Linked DNA regions of Mus musculus: regions 1 and 2 are each linked to region 3. Evidence: chromatin contacts called from public promoter capture Hi-C data. All regions are on one chromosome and are shown on one strand. The core of a region is the stretch at or near the end of the contact, and the rest is flanking DNA. Distances in the headings are between cores, read along the strand shown.

Evidence for each region. Capture Hi-C pulls out chosen DNA fragments and counts their contacts.
Region 1: a contact with region 3 is called in a promoter capture Hi-C map of liver, with 2.5 times the contacts expected there. The contact joins the promoter of Snap23 here to the promoter of Ino80 in region 3. A contact is called at or near these places in 1 of 39 promoter capture datasets (liver), 3 of 115 datasets of contacts at active chromatin or transcription factors (astrocytes, microglia and pancreatic cancer cells) and 2 of 9 other capture datasets (adipose tissue and liver).
Region 2: a promoter capture Hi-C map of liver shows a contact between it and region 3, with 4 times the contacts expected there. The contact joins the promoter of Adal here to the promoter of Ino80 in region 3. A contact is called at or near these places in 1 of 39 promoter capture datasets (liver), 3 of 115 datasets of contacts at active chromatin or transcription factors (astrocytes, double positive thymocytes and neural progenitor cells) and 1 of 9 other capture datasets (liver).

The regions. Positions count from the first base shown.
Region 1 is chr2:120,565,940-120,570,590 of GRCm38.p6, reverse strand. Snap23 (synaptosomal-associated protein 23) reads right to left here and starts at 2,920. Exons shown (of 8, transcript NM_009222.3): 1 at 2,785-2,920.
Region 2 is chr2:121,139,382-121,143,916 of GRCm38.p6, reverse strand. It overlaps Adal (adenosine deaminase-like), which reads right to left and starts at 1,824. Exons shown (of 10, transcript NM_029475.2): 1 at 1,614-1,824; 2 at 1,263-1,393; 3 at 708-768. The coding sequence starts at 1,673. It overlaps Lcmt2 (leucine carboxyl methyltransferase 2), which reads left to right and starts at 3,219. Exons shown (of 1, transcript NM_177846.3): 1 at 3,219-4,535. The coding sequence starts at 3,317.
Region 3 is chr2:119,474,189-119,479,248 of GRCm38.p6, reverse strand. It overlaps Ino80 (INO80 complex subunit), which reads left to right and starts at 1,562. Exons shown (of 36, transcript NM_026574.4): 1 at 1,562-1,870.

The DNA of each region.
Region 1 (4,651 bases), core at 1,671-4,170, 1.1 Mb before region 3:
ACATATGCAGCTAGAGACACAAGCTCTGGGGATACTGGTTAGTTCATATTGTTGTTCCACCTATAGGGTTGCAGACCCCTCCAGCTCCTTGGGTGCTTTCTCTAGCTCCTCCATTGGGGGCCCTGTGTTCCATCCTATAGATGACTGTGAGCATCCACTTCTGTATTTGCCAGGCACTGGCATAGCCTCACACGAGACAGCTATATCAGAGTCCTTTCAGCAAAACCTTGCTAGCGTATGCAATAGTGTCTGGGTTTGGTGGCTGATTATGGGATGGATCCCTATATTTTAGTTTCTTAATTGAATAAGAGTAATCATGCTTAAATCCAGTAAATATTACATGGTTCATTCATGCAAAATATAACAGCACCTATCCCTAGGAGAGCAGCTCTCAGAGGAAAGCGTAAGTAGCATGCAGGAGGGAACCTAGGTTTAATCTTCAAGTACCAAATGCCAAAACAAAACAGTGCCTAGAACAGTGTTCAATATGGTTTATATGTATGTGTATGTATGTATGTATGTATGTATGTGTGTGTGTGTGTGTGTGTGTATATATATATATATATATATATATATATATATATATTCATTTTGTCCTGGTCTAAACAGTACCAGCTTCTATCTTTTTTTGTTTGTTTTTTTTTTTTTTTTCGAGACAGGGTTTCTCTGTGTAGTCCTGGCTGTCCTGGAACTCACCCTGTAGACCAGGCTGGCCTCGAACTCAGAAATCTGCCAGCCTCTGCCTCCCGAGTGCTGGGATTAAAGGCGTGCGTTACCACCGCCCGGCACCAGCTTCTATCTTAGTTCATTTTTACTATTCCTGGAACAAAGGACCATGAACATGGCAACTTACACAAGAAACCATTTATCCGACCATCATGGCCAAGGAGCACAGAAGCAAGCAGAGGGAGCTTGAGCAATAGCTGAGAGCTCAGATCTCTCAACCACCAGGTTGAGAGAACTAACTGGGAGACATATATTTAATATAGGTCTATTGTTTAATTGTTGTTTTGAGATGAGGTTTCATGAGGTTGCTGAGGCTGGCTTATATAACCCCGTCTCAGAAGTATTAAATATGTGATTATGGAGCACTGTCCTCAGAGCATAAATAAGCATTACCATCTTAATCAGAACAACTGGAATTACTCACAAAAGACTCTCAGGATTGGGGCCTGTTGACAGAGGACAGGGTGTCACTAGATACTCACCTGGGACTCCAGCTACCCACTCCCAATTCTGGCCCAGTCTCACTTGGTTTTATGGTTGCTACAATGTAGAAAGGAGACCCCACCCCCAACAAGAAGCCACCTAAAAAGCAAAATGAAACAAGAAGTCCTGCTAAGAATGATAATTATTTAAGGTACAGGCAAAGTTTAATCATTTAACTTACTTTAATATGGCCTGTCCCAGAAGCATGGTAAGAAAGTGTTTCCAATTTGCTATTATCTACTTGAATGTATTCTTTCGCATAACCTCTCACCAAAAGAACAAATAACAAGTGCTCAGGGAATTCCTTGGGCATCAACTTTGCCAGTAACAGAAATACTAACTTTTCTTACTTTGTCATGAAACAGCTTTCACAAATTTGAACTTCAAAGGACTTAAGCTTTGTGTGTGTGTGTGTGTGTGTGTGTGTGTGTGTGTGTGTGTGTGTGTGTGTGTGCATGCCTTTAATTTCAGCACTTGAGAGACTGAGGCAAGCAGATCTCTGAATTCCAGGCCAGCCTGAGCTACATAGTGAGATCATGTCTTTTAAAAAAAAAATGCTTTAACAAGTAATGCCTCATTGGACCAAACTGACCTCGAACTCACAGATATCCATCTGCCTCTGTCTCCTAAGTACTGGGACTAAAGGTGTGCACCACTACTGCCCAGGGCCTCACAGAATTTATGCATAGTATTTTCCAAGAAAAAGAAGAACGTGAGAAGGATCTATTTTACCTTGCTATGACTGAACTACTAGCATTTTACCAGGATATCTCAAAACCCTCTTAAAAGGCAGCAGGGCAAATGAAGTTATTTCGATCCTTAAAAAATATCTTCAAGTAAGAAACTATACTATTTTCACAAGTAAGATACTTATTTTCTTCAAGTAAGAAACTATACTATTTTCTGAGAACACTTGTCAAAAGCTGCCAGTTTCTAAACTCTTCTGCAATCCCATCCGTGCCCCCAGCCCAAACCTACCCAAATGACAAACAGCAAAAAGGAAAGATCTTTTTCCTCAACTCGGTTGTTTTTCGCTTCCTCTACCGCCAGTTTGCTTTTCCAAATAGTGCAGTGACTAATGATTAAGGACGAAGGAAAGAAGTGTAACAGTACTTTAAAATACTTTCCTCACACACAAACCGAATTGAGGAAAAAAAAAATCATCTTTTGACTGACCATATTCTTGGCGCTTTCCCACGGGGAAGCCTCAAGATAAGCAGGGAATTTCCTAGACAGTGGAGCCTGCAACGCCAGGACCCTCGGGGTCATTCTTCTAACAACCATTTCAGAACTATGTGTTCATTAGGGCCACCAGCCAGACAGTCTGTTAATACTAACGAGAAACATCGTGAGGCTGAAGGTGAGGGACGAGGAGCCGAACCACCCAAGTCCAGGGCACCACCATAGCGCCTCCCTTCCTGCGAGGGCTCGCGCTGGTCGCCAACGCCTGGCGATCTCCTTCTCGGCCCAATCCACCAAGGACTGGCCGGAGCTCTCTTCTCCCCTCAAGTCCGACCCCCAAAACGTTGGACCACCACCACCACCACCCTTTTTCTCCTTGGGATATCATCCTACCTGTCCCGCTGACTAGTTCCCTCAGCTACTTTCCAGAAGCCTCACCCGGCGGCTCCGGCCACTCCTCTCCAGCCTCCACAGTTCTCGGACTCTAGAAGATCGGACAGGGTGCGCGCTCCCTCGCGCGCATGCGCCCGGAGGACTTGTGCGCCTGCGCAGTCGCAGGGCGCCGCGGGGCAGACACACCTCTACCACTGGAGCCAATCGCCGCGGAGAGGGTGTTAAATCTCCTGCCACGCAGGCGGAGATCCTGGGAAGTCACCCGTTAACCCTACAGATTCTCCCCGGGAGGAGTTCTTCCAACTATCATCCCTGAAGGCAGCCTTGCACGGGACGCTTTAGTGTTTGAAAGACTAGGAAAAACTCGCGACTGCCAAAGTCTACAGGGTGTTTTGGCCCGTTTAAACCAGGGAAATAGATGCGTAAATACCTTTCAGTTAACAGAATACGGTCACAGGAATTCCGAAGCAGCTTTGGCCAACAATGAACAAAACATTTATTTTGAGGAATGTCTGAAGGATTGACACAGGAAGTTACTCTTAAAGTCACGAAGGATATGATAAGTAGGAGTACTTCGGAAGTCTACGAGATAAAGAGTTTTCCAGGCAGTGGGAACAACAACAACAACGCAGCGCCTTCTGGAAGTTTCTTGTTAGAAGTTTAAGAGTTCGCTTTCTGAGACAAAAGAAAATGTGAAGACGTGGTAGCTCACATTGTGTAATCCTCAGGCTATCAGAAACTGAGGCTGGAGGATCACTTGACCTCTGGAATGTAAAGCCAAACTGATAACTTAGTGAGATCCTATTTCAGAGTACAGTCTATCACTGGGTTGGGGGGGAGAATGGAAGAGCCCTTTTAGCCCCGAGACCACCGCCATCAGGGCTGAGGATCAAGCTAGATCTTTAAAGGTCTTGTAAAATTTGGAATAATAAACCTAGGATTCGTTTTATACCCATTGAGTTACTGAAGGATTTTAAACAACTTGCCCCAAAAATTCTTCCAAGCATCTCTAAGAGTAAAGCAAAACAAATAAATAATATATAAATAAAAATATATATAAATAAATAAAAAGCTGGCAATATAGGGAATAAAAACTATTTCATAGAAATAGCCTCTTCTTAAGAGATAGAAGAAGTCTGAGAAATATCATTTGAATTTAATACCAAGGGATTGGTGATAGTTGACAGACATTGCAATAGTTTGGAGAAGAGAGAGACATGGGGACATTATAAAATGCTTTTGGAAACTTTGGCTTTTGTCAGAGGAAAAGGAAGAATAATGTATCTTATTCGTTTTTATTTTGTTAGGATGAAGACAGGAGGAAAAAAAAAAACCCAGATGAGAGAAACAGTTGAATTAAAAAAAAAATCAAGGGTGAGGTTGAGTAAAGATCGTGATTGGGTTAGAGCTTCAGTAGTCAAACCTCAGATGAGAGTTGGTGGTGTACACCGACAATCCTGGCACCAAAGGGGATCTTTGTGAGTTTGAAGCCAGCCCAGTTTACAAAGTAATTCTTTGTCTCAAAAGTAAATAAATAAAATTATGGGCTGGAAAGGTAGCTGTTCTTCCACAGGACATAAACTCAGTTTCCAACACCCACCTGGTAGGTAGCTCACGACTATCTGTAATTCCAGTTCCAGGGGATCCAAACCTTCCTCTGGCTTCCACAGGCACATATACAAGGATGGTACACAGACAATCATGCAGGCTAAATACCCATACAAATAAAATATAATAAAAAAAATCAATACTGATAGGAGGTTTAGATAGTGGTTAAAACCCATAATCTCAGCATCAGGAGGTGGAGAGGCAGATTAGAAATACAAAATCATCACCGACTATGACAATATAGTGATGTTGAGGTTAA
Region 2 (4,535 bases), core at 575-3,074, 1.7 Mb before region 3:
CAGCCTCAACTACAGAGAAAATATGAGACCGGTCTAGGCTCCATGAAAAAGAAGAGAGAGAGGAACAGATAAGAAATATGCCTATCTGAGGACAAATATTTCTCTTTTGTGAAAATTTATTTTGTATGCACAAATGTTTTTCCCTGCACATATGTCTGTGCACCACGTGTGTGCAGTGCTGAAGAGGTCAGAAGAGGACCAGGTCAGATGCCTAGAACTGGAGTTACAGAGGGGTCCCAATACCATGTAGTTGCTGGGAATCAAACCCAGGTCCTCTGCAAGAGCAACCAGTGCTCTTAACCACTGAGCATCTCTCCAGCTCCCAACTATTTCTTATGACATGTCCTACATGGAAATCAGGGTCAGGCTCTCCTGCCTTTCTCCTCCCCGTTCAATACAATGCTGACCTTGGTTCTTCTCTCACTCCCTTCCTTTCCCTTCCACCCGCTTCCTCTTTTTTTAAGACAACAACAGACTTTACATTAGCTCTTAGGCCAATGTCTTACACTGACTTTTCAAAGAGTTGTCATGAAAAAAAATCTGTAAATTAATAGAAAAAGAAAGGAAAAAATAAAGAGGGGGAAGGAAGTGGGGGGAAAGAGCAAGCATCTCCATCAGAGCGTGGATGAAAGCCAAAGGACATGCGCAAGGTGAGCTGTGCACTGCTGTGGAAAGTCACGCCATTTTAACCTGCCTCTGTGTCTCACCATCAGGATGTCCTCAGCACTAGTAGTAAGCTGATGTATAACTTGGAACATCTGGAAACATCTACAAATGAAAAAAAAAATGTCTTAACACACTTCCCTCATCAAAACCTGTTACTCAAGAAAAACCCTCAGAATGGAATTAATTAGTAAATTTGAGGTTAATAGTAAGTATATATTTAAATTTACAAAGAACTATAGGATACACCTTTTTTCAAAATTACATTGATCTAGAAAGACAATTTAATAGCTAAAATAAGATATTACTTATTTATATTGAAAAGTATGAAACAGCCATTCCTATTCTTTAATCCTGCCAGGACTAGCAAATAGAGAAAAATCAATCTGTCTTTATTTTCAAATCTAAGGAACAACTCAATATGACAAACAATATAAATCATTAAACATACTGTCAGTCTGACAGTTGGAAAAGCACTGTGAGTTAGGTTATATATTTTATGCCAGATGTCTACCCTATCTAAGTATTAAAATCTGATTCTTATATATTATAATCCCAAAATACAGCCACAAAAAATTCCCACAACCTCCCAAACTCACTCTTGTAAAGTCCTTTTCTTCCCCTTGTCAATCATGGTCATGTGACCATGAACGTTAAGATGTGGCTTCTTGGCTATCAGTTTCTTCATGGTACTGGAACTAATGGAGCCATTCAAGTGGGCATGGAGCTCCTAACACAAGAGGACAATCAGTTCACAAGAGTCCACGAGATCCAGAGCCCCATACATCAGGCCCTGGTGGCCTGGTTCCTAGTTGTAGTTTATACTAGGCCAGCTACTTGGTTCAGCTATACCCACTCTACAATTTCTACCCATAAGCTTTACTTCTCTTTTGTGGAAAACAATACAAAAGCCATTATACAGTAACAAGAACTCTGTAGTTAATTCTTACCACTTTTGGTAATTGCAGATAAAAGTCTGTCTTCCCAGGCCACTGCTGTCCGGCCTCCATCACTTCAGTAGAAGGAAAAGTTTCTCTTTGCTCTTATTCTCGGCTTGGACGATAAACTTATCAAAGTGGGAATCTCTGAGGTGCTGGACTTCCTTCAGATTGCCATTTTAAACAAGACTTGCACTATGTGTGGCTCTGGGATCACTTTCACCTACAATAACAAATGTAACTATTTTCAGATCTAACATGCAAACAGAAACACAGTCACTGCTGATATCTTCTTTTTACACCTCCCAAGCCCCCTCAACCCCCTGCTCCCACTAACTTAAGTTAAGCAAAGCTAACTTAGGTGTGTCTGCAATGGGGAAATGACTAGTAAAAAAAAAAAAGAACAAGAAAAAAAAAAACACCCGAAAACTAAAAATCCAGCGTTCGTCTGTCCCTTTAACTCTGGGCTCCTTTAATCTACTGCGTAGGTCAGGTTAGCTTACACATGTAGCACGAATTTGCTTTTACAAGAAAACATGTTATTTCATATTTACGTCGCACAAACACTTTCCTTAAATGGGTTGGGTCTGTCAGGCGAAAATCCTGTCTCTGGATGGAGGGTAGTATTTGCTGCCTCCTGTCTCTGATCCTTCTGGTCGACTAGATGCCTTTATTAACATATCTTGCACGCACTGAATCATTCTGCCACACAATCTGCTCTTCTAAGACCACTAACGAGTTCCTAACCCTAAAACATTTTCCAATAACCAAATCTTCATAGAAAATTTTTCTTGATCCAGTTGGACTCCAGAACTCATACTCTCAGCCGTTACATACTACTGCTCTGAGTTAACCATTCTTCAAGTCTTTCTATTTCCTTTCCTAATCCAAGCAGACACTAAATTAGTAAATGATGAAGTTTCTACGCATCTCTGGGAGTGCTTTCTTACTGGTATCTCCTAAGCATCAAATGTAGAAACTTTAAAAGTCCAACCTGGGTTGCTTCCTTTAAACAACAACGCCACAGGGAATAATCACATCTCTTCTATAGCGATTTTCAGCAGACATACTCAATACCACATACGAATCACAGAATCTTGGAAGTGGAGGGGAGTGTCATTTTTACATGCTGAATACTTACTCACTGTAGACCTAGCACAGAATTTAGACTACATGAGAATAAACAGCACGTACAGGGGCAGTGGGTTAATAATAATCAGTAATTATCCGTAAAGGTCTCTTTCTTCACTTTCCATATGGCCTAATTTAAGATCTAAATGAGTTCTCCCTCGCAACGAGAACACTCAATAAAGGAGCAACTGTTACTTTTGTGCAAGGACCAATCTACTCTGGATTGCTTAAGATCCGAGGTGCTGGTCCTCTTTTGCCGGACCAAACCGGTATCAGGTCGTCAGCCTCCGATTCACCTAAAAATGTTCTCAAATAAGAGGATCTACACAAGTTTTTTTTTTCCCTGCAGAAAATGCCTGTACAAAGAGGTAACTTGAGCTCTCCAAGCGCTAGCTGTTACCGAAGCAGCTGGCGTGTTCCCAGGAAAACGTAATTTGGAAAGGGGGGGTGGGGGGGGGGAAGGTCAAAAAACCTCTCGCGGGTTTTGGCAGAGAGCGGTCTTCTCGGAAGTGACGCACCCAGAAGCGGATGAGCGGGAGCTCGGTAAGTGTTCTGTGTGCAGTATTGCTGAGCACCTTCTCGTCATGGGCCCGCGAGGCCGCCAGCGCCGGGCGGGAACGGTCCAGAGCACCAACGACAGCAGCTCCCTCAGCAAACGATCGCTTGCCGCACACGGATACGTGCGCGACCCCTTTGCGGCGCTGCTGGTCCCGGGACCCGTGCGGCGCACGCCGCTTATCCACCGCGGCTATTACGTGCGCGCGCGCGCCGTGCGTCACTGCGTGCGCGCCTTCCTCGAACTCACTAGCGCGCTCCCGTCCCGGACCAGAGCCCAGATCCTGTCCTTGGGCTCAGGCTCCGACTCGCTTTATTTTCGTCTGAAAGCGGCGGGCCTCCTGGCCCGAGCTGCCGTCTGGGAGGTGGACTTCCCGGACGTGTCTCGGCTCAAGGCGGAGAGGATCGAGGAGACCCCGGAGCTGCGTGCGCAGACCGGTCCTTTCAAGATCGGGGACTCGGCGTCATCTCTGTGCTTCGAGAGCGCGGACTACCGCATCCTGGGCGCGGACCTGCGGGAGCTCCAGCGATTAGGAGAGGCCCTGGATGGCGCCGGCCTGGACGCCACCTCTCCCACGCTGCTCCTGGCCGAGGCGGTGCTGACCTACTTGGAGCCCTCCAGTGCCACAGCCCTCATTGCCTGGGCCGCCCAGCGTTTCCCCGACGCCCTTTTCGTGATCTATGAGCAGATGCAGCCGGGGGATGCCTTTGGGCAGATCATGCTGCAGCACTTTCAGCGGTTGCATTCACCCTTGCATGGCCTGGAGCTGTTTCCCGTCGTGAAGGCCCAGCGCCAGCGCTTCCTTCAAGCTGGCTGGACTGCCTGCAGCGCCCTGGACCTGAACGAGTTCTATCGCCGCCTTCTCTCGGCAGAAGAGCGCCAGCGGGTTGAGACGCTTGAACCCTTTGATGAATATGAGGAGTGGCATCTGAAGTGTTCACATTATTTCATCCTGGCAGCATCTAGGGGAGACATTCTGTCAGAAACTCCAGTGTTTGAGCCCTCAGAGGCTTCTTTTCAGATAGATCCTGCCTCGCCTTCAGGGTTTCTTTCTGCCAGAGTAGTCACTAGTGACCACCAGCACTCAAGCCTGAAGCGATATGGCCACGCCTCTGCCCTCTTGAGCCCTGGCGTTATTTTCAGTGCAGGAGGCTTTGGAGAACAAGAGGGACGACACTGCCGAGTGAGCAGGTTTCACGTGCTCTCCAGATCCTGTGACTCGGAATGGGAAGGCTGCCAAATAAGTA
Region 3 (5,060 bases), core at 313-2,812:
GGCAAAATAACACAAGGCTTTCTGGAGTTCTTCTTTCCACTTGTCTTCTCTCTTTAAAAAAAGATGGGCTTCTTTCTACTTGCTTTGATTCTTGCAGAATTATTTTTGTAATTTAAAAAGATCGCCTGTGTGTATATATATCACACGCACACGCCACAGCATGTATGTGGTGGTCTGAGGACAGTAAGCAGGAGTCAGCTCTCTACTTGTACCATGTGGGTTCTGGTCTGGTTATCAGAATTGGTGACAAGTGACTGTGTCTGCTGAGCTGTCTAGCCAGACCCTCTTATAAAGTGTTACTGTTAAACTTTGTGAACATTTAAGGTCTTGTTTACGGACACTTTTTCTCCTGAACTTAAAGCATATCGAGGCCAAGAAACATTAAAAAAAAAAAAAAAAAAAAAAAAAGAGCCGGGCGTGGCAGCGCACGCCTTTAGTCCCAGCAAGCGGATTTCTGAGTTCGAGGCCAGCCTGGTCTACAAAGTGCGGTTCCAGGACAGCCAGGGCTACACAGAAAAACCCTGTCTCGAAAAACAAACAAACAAAAAAAAACAAGACATTTTTTAAATAATCATTTTCTAGACTTTAATTTTAAGCAGTTCAGTTCCAAAGGATGCAACTTGGACCCAACTGGAGTTGCACAAGGCACAGTACAGGCAAAACAGATAATATTAAACAAGCGATTCTTGCAGAAAACGAAAGGGTGAAGTCCAACAATTCTATATACGTCTTGGAAACGAGTGGATTAAGTGCAGAAGACTGCATGATGGCGCACACTGTAACCTCAGTCCTCGGGAGGCTGAGGCAGGAGACATCCCCCGAGCTTGACGCTAGCTAGCCTGGGCTATTAACCAAACCCAGACAAAATAACCATGAAACAACCGCCCCGCCCCGCCCCGCCCGCCCCAGCTCTGCGGTTGCTCGAGTGTGGGCAGGGCGACTCACCCCACTGGGGAAATGGAAAGTGCATGGAAGGTGAAAGCGCCTTCGTGCCAACGGTCTCGGGCCGAAGGGGGACAGTGTCGTCAGGAAGACGACCAGGAGACGTCTCCAAGTTGGCTCTTACAAGGATCCATCCCCGCCCGAGCTGGCCTCGGGGTAGGCCAGCACTACCTGGAGAAAACTTCCAGCGACAACGCCAAGCAGTCCCTCCCACCTGCAGGACCAAAATGAGTCCCTGGTTTTTGGGCGGTTTCCATTGACGTTACTTCCGGAAAAGTAACCTTTCTGTGGCAGTTGCAGGGCCGCTGAGCTCTCGCGACATCTCCTCCCGCGAGATCTGCTTGCTCACTCTAGCGATGACATCCTCCTCCTCCTCCCCGTCGCCTTTCGGCAATCTTCGCCAGTCCCAGCCCCGACCAATCTGCACTCAGATAGTATAGATGAGGGTCTCCCCCAGAACCCCGGTCCGCGCGGGGCGTCGGGCGGCGGCAGCGGGGTACAAGCTGCACGAGGCCGCCCGTAGCGGCACGGTCGGCGGACACGGGCTAGCGACTAGCAGTGGGCGTGGGCGGGGCAGGGCTAAGCCGGCCGAGTACCTGCTCGATTGTTCTGGCCTGGCTATGGCGCCTCTCCTCCCCCCCGCCATGGCTCCCCGTGTCCCTGCTCCGCTCCTCTCAGTGAGTGAAAGTGGCCGCCGCCGCCGCCGGCCCAGCGCCCGCAGCCGCCTCAGCGCCGCCGCCATCTTGGGGTCCCAGGAGCCGCCGAGGGAGCGAGCTAGGAGCGTTCCCGTCCAACGCAGTCACCGTCCCTCGGCCTCCGAGAGCGAAGCGCGGCTCCACAGTCGGCGGGGCGACCCCCCCCTCCGGACCCCGCCCGCCCCCCGCCCCCCCTCCGCCGCCGCCGCGGCGGCGGGGCCCCTCGGCCCGAGGTGAGGTTGAGAAGACGTGGGCGGGTGGACGGAGGGGGTGTCGTGTAGGCCCCTGTGCGCCCCTCTCTGCGGGCGACGACTGGGCCGCTTCTTAAAGGGGCCGTCGCCCCCGGCCCTGGGGTTTGTTGGGGTTAGAGAGGATGGGTGTGGACACTCCCCATAGGGTTGGGACCTCAGAGACCTGGGCCTCGGCTCTCCTGTCGTGTATCTCTGGCTCTCCGGGGTTATGGGTGACCTCGGCCACCCGAGGAAGCCCGTGGAGCACCCACACGTGGGGAGTGTTAGGCCAGGTGCACGTGGGACCCGGTGGGGCGGTGTCGCTCTAACACGTGTGTGGGTTTGGGAGTGGGGAGGGGCAGGGCGGAGGCTTGTCGGGCTGGACCAGGAACCGGACGAGGGTTCTACCTGTCAATTCAAACGAATGAGATCTATGGACTGGATAGAGTATCAGTTTAATGGGGAGCGAGCCACGGTTACGGGCGAATGATGCAAGTTGCTAGTTGGTGTTAGACGGGGACAGGCTAACACGTGCACAGACTTAGAAATGTGTCTGTGACAGCACTTCTGGGTTTTCGAGGCGTTTGCAGTGCGTCTCAGCAAGTGTCATCTTACTTTGACAATTCCTTCTTGAGCTTGCTGATGAAAAGTACTACTTCCGTAATCACGGAGGATGGAAGCCCCCTACAGTTTAGAAGTTGGATATTGCCGAAGAAGGCGTTTAACTATTTTAGTTCAGAACCAACTGTGCTCAGGACTCTTTGATTTACATTCTTGTACTTCTTAGGACTCGGGAAGGAATTTGGAGGTTGAACTCCTTAAAACATCGCTGATGATCAGCTTAGTTTTCCCAGTTAGTGATCCATGATTTACATCCCTAATTTTCACTGTGGGTTATTGATGCTTCCTTTCTTCCGGTCGTGTCTTTTTTTTTTTTTTTTTTTTTCTTTTTCCTGTTTGTTTTTTGTTTTTGGCCTGGATGGCCGGGAACTTGATATCCTCCTGCCTTAGCGTCCATGGTGCTAAGATTATAACTGCACTTCCATCTCTGGCTTTTTTTTTTTTCCCCCGAAGGAGTAACATCTTTATCAGATATGATTGCAGCTCAAGTGAATCAGGCACAGTTCAGAAAATTTCAGTATTTGCAGACTGTACACCTATCACCACCATTTAACATTGACTTTAAAAGAAGGTCTAGAAGTTTCTTAAACGTCACTTTTTCCTCTTCCCACAACATTTGGTAACAATCTATTTTCTGTCTTAGATTTTTTTTTTTAAATGAGACAGGGTCTCATAATGTAGGTCTGGATGTCCTGCAATTGACTATGTGGAGTGGGTTGCCCTGCAGCTTACAGAGATCAGTCTGCCTAAGCTTCCTGAGTGCTGGGGTTAAAGGTGTGCAACCCTGCCCAGCAGATGTGCTATGCTTGACATTTCTGACTTACCTAAAGGCATGCTCAAATATGTACCCACATTTTACCAGCTGCTTTCATGTAACATGTTTGAGATTTATGTATGATATAGCATGTAAACTTTGTTGCTTTTCTTTTATTGCTGTTACTTTTTTAAAAAACATTTTGTTTTATGTATGTGAGCCTGAGTATATGATGTACTTATATGTATGCTGGAGCCCATGGGGGCCAGTTAGAAGAAAGCATCAGGTCCCTTGGAACTGGAGTTACAGGTGGTTGTGAGCCACTATGTGGGTGCTAGGGACCTAACCTTGGTCTTATGAGAGAGCAGTAAGCGCTCGTTAATGCTGAAATGTCTCAGCTCACCATTCTGGTTTTTTATGAGCCAGGGTAGTTTTGAATTCATAATTCTCTTGTCTCTGCCTCCTATTAAAGTATGGGATAATAAAGGTATGGGCTATCTGGTTTTCTTTTATGCTAGAAATTAACAAGCACCATCATTGTATAAAATAACCATTTGAGATTGTTGATTTGGTGGTTCTTTGCATAGGCTTTCGCATCTTTGTACTTATCCAACTTTGGGTCTAAAAACCTTCAAAACTTTTCAAAAAGCAGAACTTGAATTTGCTTTGGACCCAGCACTCTGATGAACAGGCTAATGAAGTGGTGTGTAGGCAAACTATGTTGAGGGCTGCCTCAGCTGCTCACAAGTCCTACTCTCCCTTGCACTGGTCTGAGCACTATTCACTTTACATCTGTCTCTTTTGTGCTGTGTCCTTAGGTCTGTGGTAGTTATAACTTCTGAACAGAAACTCCCACACCACCCCCATTTTACTATTCCCTAAACAACTACTCTCATCATGCTTATCTAGTGTCACATTTAAGCATAACCTAATGGTGACTTAACCTATGTGGAGGTGTGTGGATTATGTCAAACAGTGCATCGTTTGAGAGAGCAGCACTGGAACCAACCTCCAGGGTACTGAATAATCACTATGTACTCATGAGTGACATTTTGGAATTACGTATAGGACCATGTCTTTGCCACATAGCCCAGGAATATAGTAGTTCATACCTCGAGCATTTGTATAAGCCCACTGTATGTTTACATGACAACAGAAATAGCTCAGAGCTCAAGGTCACATTTCTCAAGAGTGTATCTTTGTCAGTAAATGATGTGTGTGCCTAGTAAAATCTGCTTATCTTCTTGAGTAGGGGAGGGGTAAGATAGGGTAACATAATGTTGTAGCCCAAGGTGACTTGGAACTTACTGTATGAACCACGGCATCCTCAGATTTTCTGCAGTCCCAGCTTTGAGCCACCTTGCCTGGTATCTGTCTGTATTCTAAAATGAATTTTGTTTTTAAGGGATTAAATTTGATTGTTTTAGTTTACTGTGTTCTTTCCTTTATATCAGTGGCTCTCAAACTTGTTAGTGCTTCAACCCGTTAGTTAATATGGATGGGTCTTTATGTTGAAGTGACCCCAATCAAAGTTATTTTCTTTTTATATGTTTTATCTATTTTTTTAATGTATGAGTACATTGTAGCTATCTTCAGAAACCCCAGGAGAAGATCAGATTCCATTACAGATGGTTGTGAGCCACCATGTGGTTGCTGGGAATTGAACTCAGGACCTCTGGAAGAGCAATTGGTGCTCTTAATCACTGAGCCATGTCTCCAGCCCCATAAAGTTATTTTCATTGCTACTTCATAACTGTAGTTTTGCTACTGTTATGAATTGTAATTTAAATATCTGTTTTCTGATTGCTTTAGGCAACC